Regions from separate parts of the Sus scrofa genome. Here region 2 is linked to region 1. A link is a contact called in public Hi-C data. All regions are on one chromosome and are shown on one strand. The core of a region is the stretch at or near the end of the contact, and the rest is flanking DNA. Distances in the headings are between cores, read along the strand shown.

Evidence for each region. A called contact is a pair of places that touch in the nucleus more often than the background predicts.
Region 2: a contact with region 1 is called in a Hi-C map of retroperitoneal adipose tissue, with 2.2 times the contacts expected there. The contact joins the enhancer-like site here to the promoter of LOC106510670 in region 1. A contact is called at or near these places in 1 of 5 promoter capture datasets (liver), 3 of 47 Hi-C or Micro-C datasets (omental adipose tissue, psoas muscle and retroperitoneal adipose tissue) and 1 of 2 datasets of contacts at active chromatin or transcription factors (skeletal muscle).

What each region holds. Positions count from the first base shown.
Region 1 is chr6:100,088,595-100,096,451 of Sscrofa11.1, reverse strand. It overlaps LOC106510670, which reads right to left and starts at 3,985. Exons shown (of 4, transcript XM_021097607.1): 1 at 3,727-3,985; 2 at 3,485-3,655; 3 at 2,720-3,419; 4 at 1-1,111. The coding sequence starts at 3,985. The coding sequence ends at 2,725. PTPRM (receptor-type tyrosine-protein phosphatase mu) reads left to right here and starts at 3,486. Exons shown (of 36, transcript XM_021097712.1): 1 at 3,486-4,056. The coding sequence starts at 3,984.
Region 2 is chr6:100,187,160-100,195,016 of Sscrofa11.1, reverse strand. LOC106507633 (a long non-coding RNA gene) reads left to right here. Exons shown (of 5, transcript XR_002345012.1): 4 at 1,973-2,046; 5 at 4,132-4,682. Among named protein-coding and RNA genes, the nearest start is that of PTPRM, 98 kb to the right of the region's middle. Within about 2 kb of position 4,061, at least 5 of the 83 cell types and tissues checked have an H3K27ac peak or open chromatin away from gene starts, as enhancers often do. A contact at or near this core is called in retroperitoneal adipose tissue, where this site is marked.

The sequences.
Region 1 (7,857 bases), core at 2,736-5,235:
AAAACTGGGTGAAATGTGGCTATAAATATTCTACACAGAAAAGAGTAACTTCAGATCACTACTGTCACTGTCACTAGAACAAAAATTATGTGGCAGTCTCAATTACAGCAACATATTAGCCATTTTACTAAAATAAAGGGAAGGAGTTCTCATTGTGGCTCAGCGGGTTAAGGACCTGATCTTGTCTCTGTGAGGAAGTGGGTTTGATCCTTAGCCTTGCTCAGTAGGTTGGGGATCCCGAGTTGCTGCAAGCTGTGTTGTATGTAGGCTACAGATGTGGCTTGGATTGGGTGTTGCTCTGGCTGTGACAGTAGCCTCAGCTGCAGCTCCAATTCAAGCTCTGGCCCAGGAAATTCCACATGCTGCAGGTGTGGCCATAAAAAGAAAAAATAAAATAAAGGGAAAATCAAATTTATGGAATAAATGTATACTAATGCATGAATTATGTATGTCTTCATTTTATTACTGGTCCATACAGCCAGACTATAAACAGGAAATTTGATATGCATGTGTTATATTCAGTTGTCTTTGATATTCTCCTGACATTTACCATCTGAAAATTACAGGTTTTCTTATCTTTCAATGTTGTTACTTTGGTCAAGATAGGAAGGTATAAAGTATATAGTAGCTTGCTAGCTTGATGAATAACTTTGAAATCTTTAGATGTATGATGGGGGCTGGCTGGACAGCACCCCTAACTCTGAGCAGCCATCACGCAAATGTCACTATAGTCCTCAGAGGAGTGTCATGTGGTTGGATTAAAATTTAAAAAGTCAGGAGTTCCCTGGTGGCTCAGCAGCTTAAGGACCTAGTGTTGTCACTGATGTGGAGTGGGTTTGATTCCTGGCTGGGCACTTCTGCATGTTGCAGCTGTGACCAAAATAAATAAAATAAAATAAAATAAAATAAAATAAAATCTTAAACAATTTTTAAAAGCCAAAAAATAATTTAAAAAATAGATTTTAAAAATCTCCCCTGCTGAAAAAAAAAATTTGAAAAGAAATGTCTCATTGGGAGGATTTCTACAGCATCCTTTTCTTAGAAGAAGTCCAGTCCTTTTATTTTGAATAGAGGCCTTCCATTTGGGCTCAAGGCTGCTTTGGCCAGTTACCTGTAAGAGAGAGTAAATAAACAGTAGCTGTCAGAACTGCAAGGGAAGGAGCTGCTGGCAAAAACCCATCACTGTTTGCAATGTGGATTGCAGACTAATAAGGGTAGAGTCAGCTTAAGGCTGCAATGTTTAGAGAACAGAGATAATGGAAATTCATTGGCCCTCCTGCTGAGCTGTAAGTAACTGGAGGAAGGGACATGGTGTCCTGAGGTTACCAGGGTAGCAGGAGTGGGCGGGTGTCTGAGCCGGGGCTCTCTCCCCATTGGCCTGCAGGGACATCCATCTGTGCAGCTGCCTCCCGCACCCCCATCAGCCACCTTACCACATCCTTGCCAGGGTGGCCCAGCTCTAAGGCTGTTCCACACTTTCTTCAAGGGGTCCCTAGAGGAGTGAGTCCCAGGTGTCCACATGCAACTTGAGCATTCATACACCTTATGTTGACCCCCCCCACCCCCACTTTCCTATTCCTCTTCCACTGCTTCCTGGGATTACTTTCCCAATAAAACCTAAACCTACTTACACTTCAATCCTCCCCTTCAGGCTTGTTCCTGGGGGAGGCCAGTATAAGAAAATCTTCAGCCCAGAGCCTAGTGCCTGGCATATACATGGCCATCATAGGTACTTGCTGAAAAATTCACGTACTTTGCAAGTGAAATCCTATGCTATCTTGAACTTCTTCGCCCAACTTAAAAAACTTAGAAGAAAAAATGGCTAGATTGACTTTTCTCTCTTTATCTGAATCCCCTAGGGCCTCCTAACAGAAAAGCTCCATTGGAAAGCACATTACCACGCAAAACGATGCAGGACCTCAGCACAAGGCAAGTTCATGCTGCAGACCCTCATTGCCTGTCTTTGAAGGTATGGGAGTGCCCTGCCTCTCCCTTCTTCAAATGTTCATTTTGCAATAAGGCTCAACAGGTACATATTTGAGAGAAGCAGCAGGACGGTGTAAGGTCCTAGTACTAAGAAGTAAACTATTAATATAGAACCTTTTAAAGAGCACTTCTGAAAAGGATCTAAGAAGTGGAATTCCAGCAGAAAGAGGAGCTGTTGGTTGGAGCACCAAAAGCAAAAATCCTCCAGTCCCGCAGTTTTCCCCCGGGGAGGTGACAGCTATGACCTATCCTTAGTTACAGCTTGTTGGTTCTAGGGTCAACTGGAGACAGGGTCTAGGTGAGCGTGGGATCAGTATACTTTCTGGGTCTTTGTAAGCTCCAGGTGAGAGCAGCACAGAAGGGCCCCGGACACACCTGCGTCCCCCCTCTGGCTGGTACACCCGTCCTACTCACGGGTCCTTACTCGGCTTCTAATTTAACCTCTTCCCAGGCCTTCCATTGCGTTCAGTCAGCTAGGCCTAGCGTCTACAGCTGCTCAGAGCTGGCTCGACGTGCGTATTCCCCGGGAGATAGAAAGATCACTCCACCCCTTTTTATTTGTTTATTTGCAATTTCACAAAGAGAACCTTTTTACCGAAGCATTGGAAGACTGTTTTAGTCACTTAATGAAGTAGGCATTCCAGACCCAAACGGTAAATTACACACTTCAAGATATTTGATTCATTACCCACCCCTCCTCCTCTCGCATTTCCCAACACTTAGTACCAGATACACAAATCACAGGTTACGTAGGTCCAAACTCTCGTTCCGCTGTGACCGCCACCTTCCGTGTATCGCCCGCGGCTCGCTGGGGCCCAACCGGGACGGCGGGGGCGCAATGAAGCCGCAGAGCGCTTCCTGCTCCGCCGGGTGCAGGGCTCCTGGGGCAGGAGCGCGAGTGGTCCAGTCGGGAGGCTGGCGCGCTGCTGGGTCTCGGTGCCCGAGGCCGCCGCTCCCTCCTCTGGCGTCCGCCAACTTCTCTGCACCCGCCGCGCGGAGAAGCTCGCAGCCCCTCGCAGCCTCCCGATCTACCGGCTCGCCCTGCCCAAAGCCGCGGGGGAGAGCGGCTTTGCGACTGCCGGCCCCGCTGCGGACACTGCCATCCGGCGCCGGGATTGGAGCCGCCTCGTCCGCCCGCGGGGCCGCAAGGCCGCCGTCCCGCCAGCCTCGTTCGCCAACTCCTGGCGGCCTGTGACCCGGGACAAACTTCTGGCCGCCGCGCGGCCCCTGCGCGGTCACCCTCCCGGAAGCCGGCCTCGAAACCCAAGCCGCGGCGGGGCGGGACGCGAGCGGGAGGGAGCACGAGGCACCTCCCGGCAGCCGCTCTCCGCGCGGTGACACCGCCCCCGCGGCCGCCCCCCGCCCGGCTCCCCCCGAGGCGCCGCTGCCTCTCAGCGCCGGGCGCGGACCCGTAGGGCCGGCGGGGCCGGGCGCTCACGCCCTCTAGCGGGCCGCGGCAGCGCGGGCGGCCGTGACGTGGGCGCTCCCTTCAGCCGGCCTGCGGGGCACTGCCAGTCAGTCGGGGAGCAGGAGCCCCGCGCGCAGCCGGCGCGGGCTCGGCCATTGGCGCGCCGCCGCCCGGGGGCTGGCTCGGCTGCTGGCTGAGAGGCGGCGGGCGGGACAAGCGCGGCCGCGGCCCCGGCCACCGCGGCGCCGGCGGCTCGGGTCCCTACCCGGGGAAGGAGAGCGGCGGCGGGTGCAGCAGCCGGCACGGAGGGCGGATTTTGGCTCCGCGGGCGCGCCCTCCGCTCCCTCTTGCAGCCGCTCCAGCTCCGAGCGGGGCTGGCGACTGGGTGGGAGGATCCAGGACCTCGGCCCCGGCCCCGGGAGCCCCCGGAGTTGAGACTTCTGCAAGTGTTGGCACTTTGCGGGTCTGGCTCTGGTTTTGGGTGTTCACCCTGCTCTCCTCGCCGCCTTGGAAGGAAAGCTCCCGGCCGCCCTCGGACCTCGCGCCCACCCAGCGCCGCCGGGGAGCGGCCCGGCGTGCGCTCAGCACCATGAGCAGACTTGGGACTTGGCTGGTGACTTTGTACGGACTTTTGCTAACTGCGGCGGGGGATACGTTTTCAGGTAAGAGGGGCCGCACTCGCTGTGGCCTGGGGCGTGCGGGCCGGAAGGGGCCCGGGACGCATGCAGCTCCCGGGTGGGAGAGCACTAGCGGCGGACCGCGGGTCCAGACTGGGGAGCGGCGGCTCCGGCACTGCGTGTGCCAGTTCCCTGCCCCGGCGCGAGACCAGCGGGGAGGGAGGGCACCTCGCGCTCGGGCGGACAGAGCGGACGAGCCCGGGGCGCTGACTCCGGAGCCCGGCCCCAGGTCGGCCCCCGCCCCTTGGCGGCCTGGGTGCGTGTCGGCGCCACTCGGAGCCCTCCGCCGGCTCTGAGAGCAACAGCAGAAAACTTTGCCTGAAGTTGGGAGCTGCAGCCGCCGGCCGCCTGGCGTGGTCGCTGCGCGGTCCTTCCCACCCGGAGCGGCGGCCAGCCGGATCTCCGTGCCTGCTGCGCCCGCGCGATTGCTTCGGAGAGACTCTGGCGGCGGCGGTGGCGATCGCCGGTTTTCTTTGCCGTCCAGCCGCCGCCCGGCCAGAAGCTTGCCATGACCCCGGCTCGCCGCGGTGGTCGCGCCGCAGATCGAGAGAACCAAGGCAGTGTCCTCATCGGTCCCGGAGGGAGGACCTGTGGTCCGGACGGAGTGGCTGGTTGCCCGGGCCCCGGGCCGCTGCGGTTGTGTGCGGGTCAGGCTCCCTTCGGCCCCGGGGAGCTCCCGAACGGGGGCAGTGGTCAGCCAGCCCCGCCACCCGCCGCCTCGGGCTGGCAGGAAAGTGGCCGGCGGCGAGGTGCCTGCTGCGCCCGGGCGATCGGAGCCTGCAGAGCTCCTGGGACTAGGACGCGTGATCGGGAGTCGCGGGTCAGGCCAGGCTCGAGCCCTGCACGGCGTTACCGGGAGCACACACGCGGATAGACAGCCAGCGCTTGCACACGTGCACAGTTTCCCGTGTGTGTCAGTTTTCACGGAATGGTGGCCCTGGGCTTGTTTTTCTTCTAATAAAAAGCCTGCTATTAGTCCTTCAACTTGGGTTGCAAAATAGGTTTGTTTCTCTGTTTATTCGGGAGGAATGAGTAAGTTGAACTTTTTAAAATTTGATGGAGACTTTCACTGACAGTAAAAACGCATATTTAAAAGCATTGGAGACGTTTGGCGTTTGGCTGTGAGACCTGTGGAAACTTAACATCTTTACTTTCCCGAGCTCTGGACACACAGGCGGGGAGGCCGTGCCCCTGGCTTTGCTGAGCCGCGAGACCCTTGACCACAGTTGGCCACCACCAGGAAGCTTAGCGGGGAGTTGGCTCCTGGCTCTGTGCTGTCAGCTTCAGTAGAGAAATAACCCTTCTCCTAAGTTTAGTATGTCCTTAAGTGTCTGGTAATTGCACGTGCTCCAGAGGATTTAACAAAATGACCCACTGCTGTCTGCTGTAAAATTGATGCAAATTTTGGCCTGCGTTCTTTCTTATTAGTGAATTATAGAGTAGACTTGCCAGTTTCAGAGCCTTGAAACTCCTTAGTGTGAGAAGCCAAGGATGAGGGCCTTTGTGATGGTTTTCTCTTTATTAAGATCTATAGCTCCCTGGCTGGGATTTGTTTCAAGTTAAGCTGTGTCAGAAAGCATTTGGATGGATTTTCAAGTTGTAGGCAAGGGGGTGGGAACAAATATTTATGTAGCTTATTTAAATGATCGGTTTCTCATCTTTTTTTCTTTTTTTGGTTTTTTTTTTAGGGCCGCACCTGCGGCATATGGAAGTTTCCAGGCTAGGGGTTGAATAGGAGCTGCAGCTGCCAGCCTATGCCACAGACATAGCAAATCCCAGCTTGGAGTCTGCAGCCTACAAGGCAGCTCACTGCAATGCCTGATCTTTAACCCACTGCATGAGGCCAGGGATCGAATCTGTGTCCTCATGGATACTGGTCAGGTTCCCTGCTTGCTGAGCCACAACAGGAGCTCTGGTTTCTCATCATTAAAAGAGATTTCAGCCTAGATAGTACTGACTTGAGTCCTTGTTAAGTCTTACTTAAATCATTAGTCAAACCCAAAGAGATTTTTTTTTAACCAAAATTTAGTCAGACTTTTCTTTCAGAGGAAATTTATCATTCTACTTGTTTGTTATCATACCACGACTGAGCCGTCTTTTTATTTGGAAAGCCAGAGGATTAAGAGGAAATAAAGGATGGTATCCCAGAGAGCGTGCTTAGAAAAGGCGAAATTAAAAAAGGGGGGGGGCTTAGCAAATTTTGTGTATACAAGGATCAGAGAAGTTGCAGTGCATTATTGCTTTTGCCCTCCACTTGGTGTTTCAGGTAGTACATGTGGGAGGCACTTCATGCTTTGGAAAAATCTTTTGTGTGTGTGTGTTGGGAAAGTCAGTTCTGATGTTATGAACGACACTGACACTTATTTCTCTGTATGATTCTTCTGGAAATCGAAACACTTGGCTCCTTGTGGTGGGGATGCTTTTGGAGACAGGAACTAGATTGTAAGCTGCCTGAGGGCAAAGTCTTTTTTTTTTTTTTTTTTCCTTCTTGATTCCCATAAACACTCATTTGGCATAGAGCTCTAGACTTAACAGACAATCATGTTGGTTGAATAAATGACTAATGTGAAATCAGATCATTTGCAAACCTTAAAATTGTGTGTGAACTACCTGACACAAAAGGGAGGGAGAGGAGAAACCCTTAGACCTTAAACTGGCTGGTATTGACCCTTTTTTTGAAATTAACGTTTCATCACTGATTCTTCTTAGGCCACCCAATGGACTGAATCCGAAGGTTTTATGTAATCAGTGGAGGTTTCTTTGTGTAACTAAGATTTACACACAAGATACTTTGCTCTCCCCCCTCTGCATCTCTTATCCTCTTTGGGAATAGGTTGGGAATGGATGTCAGTGTTGATTAATCATTTCTACAGGGTATTACATGTAATTTGGATGCCAGATATCAGAAATAGAGTGCTAAACAGATTGGAAGGAAAAAAGAAAAGAATTAGTTTTTTTTTTTTTTTTTTTTTTTTTTTTGTCCAGGAGAACTTTTATTTACTGTAAACATTCCACTTAAAAAAAAAATCACTTTCTATTTTTACAATTTCTAATTTGTTAGGCAACATATCAGAGGCTCACTTTCTGTCTTCTGTCTAGGCATTGATGCTTATTAAAACTGACTCATAAAAAGGTATACACATAAGAAGGAAGTTAAATCATTTTGCTTCTACTTGAAATTCTTTTTTCCATAGCAAGAAGCCAAATGCTGGTGAGTCATTCCTCTTTGACCCATCTTCTTCAAAACCATGTTGTGATATGTACTATACAAGGAAGTGTTTGGGTTTATGTACTGATAGGATTGATGTGCTAAGTTCTGGTAAGCAAGCTTTGGTTTGCAGAAATAGAGATACAAACAGATTGGCCCTTTTTTTCACTGTAATATTTGGCATAGATTAAACCTTAACATAGCCTTGTGGGATCTTTTCTTAAAATATTTATTCTTTAAAATACTCTTTTAAGGACATTTGTGGGAAAACAGCGGAAATCTGAATGGAGTCTAGGGTCCAGTTGGTAGTATTGTGCCAATGTTTAGTTCCTTAGTTTGGGATAATTTGCCTCTGATTAAGTCAGATGTCAACACTAGTGGAAGGCAGGAGAAGCATGTACTTGAAATCTTTGTACTGTTTTTGCAGCTTTTCTGTGAGTCTCAAATTATTTAAAAGTATAAAAATTTAGAGTACTCTTTACAAAGAGTGTGAGTCGGTTTTTCAGCAGTTTGATTTTTTCCCAGATAACTAGAGTCACGACACTTTACATTTTTGCGGTGTTTTAATGAAATTGATA
Region 2 (7,857 bases), core at 2,812-5,311, 98 kb before region 1:
TTTGGCTGGTAGTTACCAATGATGCGATGGCTTAAAAACCCTACTTTTTGCTCTGAGGCTACCTCCTCGGACAAACTTCCATTTAGACATTCTCAACTCTCCTCAGTGTGGAAAATTGAAGTTAAAAGTAGTCATTTTTCCTTCTGAGTCTAAGGCATTAGTAACATAACGGCAGGATTGTGAATTGGTGGTCATGTCCATGGAGCAGCAACAGCGACGGGCTTAACATGGGTCCTGTTATCTCCGTCCCACAAACCCTTGCGTCTAAGTGGTGCATCTGACCATCATAATCACCACACATCCTGCCGTCGATCGAGACAAGGACAGCGTCTCTCATGGCCAAAGACACCTCTGCATGGAGACCCGACATGTACCAATGGGAATGCACGGGTTGCAATAAAAAGCGACTTCTGATATGAACTGTATTTTCAAACCCATATATGATTGTGGTTAGAAAGAGGAGAGATGGGAAATTTGGTAACAGGGGTTGGAGAGAGTGGAAGTGATTTATGATTTCAAGAAATATTTGAAGTGGCAAAGAGGAGGAAATTATCCTCTTTAGGTCCTAATACATGAAAGGCAGTCTGTGCACAAGTGTGTGTGTGTGTGTGTGTGTGTGTGTGTGTGAGAGAGAGAGACAAAGAGAGAGAGAGAGAGTTGAGGAAATAGTCTAGGCAAACGTGGGTAGTAAGTCTTTTATTTGATTAACCTTCAGAATCAACTGATTAATCACGAATGTCTGTCGAGAGGCTCTGAGCAAAATATTTGCCATTAATTACACACACTTAACATTTACTAAAACTCTCAACCCAACTGCAGTTAATTTTGGAACGAGAAACGTAGCCAGATTTCCATTTAATGGATTGAACAATGATTGTGTGTTTCTTCCTGTGGCCTCCTGGACCCACCCTACCCTGGGCCACCGCAGATGAGGTATGAAAACCCCCCTTGTCCACAAAGACATGCCTTGAAGTCCTGGTTCCACATATTCTCGGTGACCCTGGGCCAGTTATGTCACCTGCTGGGTTCATTTTCTATAAATCAAAGGGTGGATTCACTTGAACCTTCAGGTCTTTGCAGGTATAATGGACACCTTCCCTGTACTCAGACTTTTCTAGCATCGTACTCTCAAGCTTGTAATAGTTTCATTAAACATCATAACCTGAGATGACAGCAATGGTAACATAGCAAATGAAATGCATTCTTTGCCGTTCTGCGCAAGTGCAGCGCAATCGCGATGATAAGCACTCTTGCGCTGGAGCTTGCTTGTCCTTTATCAAACACTAACCTCTGGGAGTTCCTGTTGTGGCTCAGAACCCGACTCGTATCCATGAGGATCTCGGTGTGATCCCTGGCCCCACTCGTGGGTTATGACCTGGCGTTGCCATGAGCTGTGGTGTAGGTCACAGACGCAGCTGGGATCCTGCATCTTGGTGGCTGCAACGTAGGCCAGCAGCTGCAGCTCCGATTCAACCCCTAGCCTGGGAACCTCCATATGCTGCGGATGCGGTCCAAAAAAGACAAAACAAACAAACAAACAAAAAACCCTGCAGAGGTTGGCTCCTCCAACAGTGCACACTCCCAAACAGTGCATAAGGCAAGGCTAACAAAGTTTCTGTATTACAGGGTGAGGCACTGGGGAGCAGGGCCCCTTGCTCTGGCCTGACAGGGGAAAGGACAGAAGCTGGACCCTGTCCAGCTGGCATTCCCTTCCTAGTTTGGCAGTGAGCCGCTAGGGAGATAGAAGTGAAGCACTCCGCTTTGGACTCAGAGGTATGGGTTCAAACCCCAAATACCTGCTGGCTGCATGATATTGTCTGATGACTCAGGTGTTGAATGTAATTTTTCTGAAATGCAACTTGCCCCTGGGGCTTCAGGTTCTCCTGAGGATTGAATGAGATTTGCATGGAAAGCATTTAGCCCAGGACAGGGCACATTGGATAAATATTGACTGTTGCCATCCTCTTAGCAGCAAACTGTGACTCCGTCCCACACAGTGCATATAAAACTGCAGCCCGGAGCCTCAAGCTCACCTCCGAGAAGCAGGTTTGTAGGCCCACTGGCTGTGTTCTGAGCCTTTCCATCAAGTTTCTCCTTTGTTCATTCTTTTTTTCCCCCCACTGTTCATAACCCCTAAATATTGTTGGGTTTGGTTTTCCCATTGTGAAGGATAATTGAAAATACAGCATTCAGCCAATTTACACATTGTGTGTGTGTGTGAATAAGAAACAGTCTCCCATCAGTGAAATTCCCAGTGTTTCCTCGGGCCCAGCTCCCCGAGCTTCCCTGTGGTCCTGTCTCGACGACACACTTTTTTCCTTCCTCTGAAGAATCCTTGTTTACTTAATCGCAACCTCTCACTACAAATGCCTCACACAGGGACCCTCTTCCTTCTCAACACGGAGGGTTTCTGCAGTCTTTTCTCCTCTCCCAGCCTAACCCTCTGCTGTTCCTCCTGTGATGTGTTCAGCCTTCTTTACACTTAGTGGTGTTTGCTTCCGATTTTCATTTGTGGTCCCCCAAAGTGTCACTGATCCGTAACACCCTCCTGTTTTGTTTGACTTTAGCGGCTTCTGAAAGCCAAACCTGTACCTCAAAACTCTGTTGTTCCTATCTATCAAAAAGATATAAAACATGTAAAACAGCGCCTCATTTTTCCTCTCTTTATAGTTCCATATGATGGGTTCTAGCCAAAAAAAAAAAAAAAAAAAATTTTTTTTCGAGTCTTGGTAGTATTGCTGGTGTCTTCTATTTCTCTAAGTGACAGAAATGTCCATATGGCTCAAGTTCAAGGCTTTGGGGTTTGAATGTCTGCTATGTCTTAAAGCCAGTTATAAAGTGGGATGTCCCAGCTTTTGTCTCAATATCTGCAAACAGCCTTAAGTGAGAAAAGAAGCAAATAATTTTTCTGAATTAAAAAGCTCCTCTGTTGTTGTTTTCTTTTTTTTCAGACAAAGGGCTAAGAACATATAATTTTATTACTAAAACCAAAACACCTCTTTTCCATGGTCAGACAGTACACATGGGGCTGGTTTTTTTGCCCTCATCCTGTCTTTGGGTTCCCAGACCTTGCTATTTCCTCCAGGCTATGCTGCCTCCTGTGAGCAGTTCCCACGTCCACAGCAGGGTGCGTTGGCTCCCGTCACAAAAGAACAAGTCTCATTCAAGCTGGCAGAATCACAGAATTTAAAGTGGACCCTGTCCACAAGCCAAGGACAGAATGATCAATCCAGTGAGTTTCCTATTAAGGAGGCTTCTACGTCATTGCTTACTGACCAGGAAACTTACCTGTATTATATTGTGTTAATAATTTGGCAACAATTATCCTCTGCAGACGAGGATACTGTTTGAATAAAACTAACATGTGTGCCCCCCCCACTCCCCGTCAAGCATCAAGGAAGTAGCAGAGTTGGAGCCCTTCCAAGGGAAGTCTGATTACGGAGCCCGTGTGTCTTCCTGGGCCCCATCCACCAATGCAAAGCAAGAACTCCAGGTTAATAACATTTGCCGCGAAGTGTACATTTGTGCCCTTTCTGATCTCCGGTCCACTGTCAGGCACATTTCACCTTATTTCCGTTCTTTATGCACGTGGATATGCACGTGGATGAAATATATATCTGTAGAGGGAAAAATCGCATAAAACACTGCATCCTTTTATGAAAATATACCACATCAAAGGGAAAAATAAACCATTGCACAAAGCATCATTGATAACCCTAGGGGAAGGCTTCAGAGAGAGAAAAAGCTAGCTTGTTTACCTAATTTCTGGTCATTAAATTGCATGTGTTCCTGAATTCTCATGAGTCACATGTATGAATAGGAGAGCTTCTACAGGAAAAGAAAGGAGGTGAGCAGGGGGCCAAAGAGAAGTCTCCACTGGGCCAACGGGACAGCTGAGGACACTGGAGCATAAGGGGGAGTCTGCTGGTCCCTACGTGTGGGCGGGTGAGACCCTCCTGTCTGCAGGGTCCTGCTTCTGCGAGGGCAGCAGCATCTCCCTCTGAAAGCACGCTGCCCTGTCCATAAAGACCCAGCCGCTTTGGCAAAGGGCCTAACTGTCCCTCTCTTAGCTGTGCGAATTTCCACCCACTTAATACAGGAAAGCTCTAATTGTCTCGTTTTGTGTCACAGGAGCAGAGGCAGTGCCACACGCGCGCGCCATGGCCTTCCAGGAGAAGTACTGAAGCCTTTCAGCTGCCTTGACTCTGTGCCTTTCACACCAGGCCTCATCCAGGACCCCAGAGATAGGATCGGGTGTAAGAGCATTAGGTTGCATGAAAATAGGGCACCGCTTTTAGATGGCGCTCCCCTGAGACGTTGGGAGAGGCGACAGGAAATGGCGAACTTGGGGGCAGAAGGGAACTGGTGGATTGAAGCTAGTTGGCCGGTCTGTGGCTTAATGATCTGCTGTGACAGACAAAGGGAGACTAGGGCATGGTTATATATTTTAAGCTATCAGGTCAAATGGAAAAATCAGAAAAGGCAAGGAGTGAGCTTTTAACCAGTATTTCTTGTCTGCCTGTGGATGGGGGTGGACACATCGGTCAGCAAAGTGGTAAAAAGATAGGGCCTCTTCCTTCTCACATCCATGAAGGTCAGTTTCAGTGCTTTCTTGTGTTGGAAAGGGAAGAATCTTGAATTAAATTACACGGCCTTATATTTTAGGACGATCTCGAATTCAATTACATGGCTTGATATTTCAGAACGTGTTGATAATCCGAAATCTCTCATTTCCCATAGCATAGAGACAGGCGATTCTGCTTTTCTCAAAATTACCTTTTCTCAAAATTACCTTCTGACAAAACAATGATAGAGCCTACTTTAGTCATTAGATAATAGAGGAATAATGATTCAGAAGTTTTTGTCATAGGATTTCTACATCGTTTTCTTAAACTCTATGGAGAAATAGATGGTCGCACAAAACCCGAATCCATGGAAAGTGTAATTCCCTGAGTTCCGACAGTTACATTGACCTGAGAAACCACTGCCAGAACCAAGATACAGAACATTTCTTATTTATTTATTTATTTATTATTTATAGCAGAGTTGATTTACAGTGTTGTGCCAATTTCCGCAGTACAGCGAGGTGACCCAGTCATACATACTATCTTCCACCATGGTCTGTCTCAAGAGATTGGACAGGAGTTCCCACTGCGGCACAGCAGAAATGAACCTGACTACTATCCATGAGGACGTGGGTTTGATCCCTGGCCTCACTCAATGGGTCAAGGATCCAGCATTGCTGTGAACTGTGCCGTAGGTCACAGATGAGGCTCCGATCCTGGGTTGCTGTGGCTGTGGCATAGGTGAGAAGCTGTAGCTCTGATTCGACCCCTACACTGGGAACCTCCATGTGCCGAGAGTGCGGCCCTAAAAATCAAAAAAAAAAAAAAAAAAAGAGAGAGAGAGAGAGAGAGAGAGAGAAAGAGATTGGACATAGTTCCCAGGGCTGCCCGGTAGCATTTCATTGCTTATCATCCTACACGGAATAGTCTGCCTCTCCATCACTTGAGGGAGGTTCCTCCTGCCCCTTTTCAGTCTTTCCCTCCCTCCACCCACCACAGCCAACCACTGGCCTTTTGCCCACATCTTTTTTCAAAGCCAGAAATGTGTTTGAGTCAGCTTCTGGTGAGGGGGGAAAGAGGGCTACGGGGGAAGAAAGAACTTCCAGGGTTTTTCTGAAAGACCATCCAAAGTCCATGTCACGCATAGGTTGCTATTCACAAAGAGCTGGGGGGAACGCCCTATTCCCTCCATCACTGTCCTGATGCCAGGGAAGGGCAGACAGGGCTGAAGTCAAGCCCAGCTCTGAGCATGGGAGAGACGCAGGGGGAGACCAGATAAGGCCTCTTTTCCTCTGGTTGATCAGGCAATACAAATTTGATAGCTGGAAGTGTTAGGACACGTGCAATTCTGGGGGCGGGGAGAGCACTGGCCTGAGCCAGGGGGCCCCTACCTGTGTGGTTTCACAGGTCCTGCTCCCAACTGCTTTCATTCCTCCAAGTCAAGTGAGAAGGCGGGGTTGAATGATCTTCAAAGACCCTTCCTGGTCTAAAAATCCCATAAATAAGGTCTTTAAAACGCCACTGACTGCGGGTTAAGCAATTGAAATAAAAACAGACCACTGAAAATTTGTAAAAGAAATCGTTTAAGTTCTCTATATCTCTTGCAGAAATTATTCTTTCACCCAACTGGTCTGGCATAAGCATTAGTTCAATTGTCTCCTTTCAGTCTTTTTCACACTTATTTTAATGATTCTGTCACTACGATCTTACTTTGAGAATTAAGAGGAAAATGCATAAAAAGTAAATAATATTAATGTCTCTGCATCTTGTTGAAAAGTACTGTTTTCCTGGAGGAAGTATTACGTTTACTTTTTAAAGGCTGCACTATTTTAACCTTATTTCTGGGCCACTTTCATTGAAAGAGGCTTTAAACTGATTAATGCAAAAATTATAATTTTCTAATACTTATTTTAGCAATTAGAAGGAAAACAGAAAAAAACCTGCACCCTTTCAGAATATCTTCTTCCAAAGATATTACCTAAAGAGGCAGTCGTAATACTGTTTCAAACTGAGTTTTAATATCTCCTTTCTTTCAATAAGATAAATATTGAGATGTGGGGCAAGCCAAACTTCAAAATCACTTTTCTGCTTTTTCAGCGATAATTCTACGTTTGTCTTCTGATTCTTTCATGTTTCTAACTTTGTGGAAACATGAGTCTTGCCAGTGTTAAACTCAACTATTTTGAAATTTATGGATTATATCACTTTTCTTCTCTTTATGATTACTCTCTGATACCTCAGATAAAAACTCAAATAAGTTCATTTTACTGCTCATTATTACAAAATGTTTAATGGAAAAATCTGAATTAGTTATATGGAACTAATATAATTAATTACATAGAACTTTTAAAATTATTATGAAATTCATGGATTTTTGGCAGTAACTTTAATGGAATCAAAAGAAGTCATGTGAGTTTTTTAAAGCCTCAGTCTCAACCAAATCTAAATGTCATAATTTTTTAAAAGTTTAACCCAATTTACCAAACTATAACCAATGAGAAAATACATTTTCACTGCAAATAAACTCAAATCTTTTCTAACATAATTTTGGAACATGAAAATAATTTCTGAACCTGAAACAAACTGATGGTTATTGGATTTACATGTCGGCTCTATAAATCTATACTTTTATTTATTCATTATCTCGTTGAAAAGTTATGATGCATATATCATCCTCGAAAGCTAACACATAGATTTTATTTTAAATAGTTCATATTAGTATAGGTTATACTATAGTATAGATTATACTATACAGCAAAGATGTATATCTTTTCAGTATGTATATACATAATGTTTATATGTATATAGATTTAGATATAATGTAATAATGTAATGTATATTAGAATGTAATATTGCTATACCTTACAGGTAGCTTTAAAACTATATTCCATACAAGGATGTTAACCATTACATATATGTAATATTTTTATATATAAATTATATATATATATTTTAAGCATTTTTTCCGTGGGGGCAGGTTGTGGAGTGTGTTCTAAATTTTTAGTTAAATTCGTACTTGCTCATTAGTTCATTTTAGATCAGCTCCTAATTTCTTTCAAATCCTGAGCTTATTGGCCTCTGCTGATTTGCATAGCTGTGCATGCAATCTTAAATGTGAAGGAGATTAACGTTAGGAAATTGGAACAGACTGGAACAAGGGTCAGCAAATTTGGCTGTTCTGCTACCCCTGGGATGAGGGACAGCAGTATCTCCATGTCAGGTGTCACCTCTATGACTCACTGGGGACAGGCGGCATCGGAGTCCGCACCCGCCAGTCACTCCAAGGCCGACA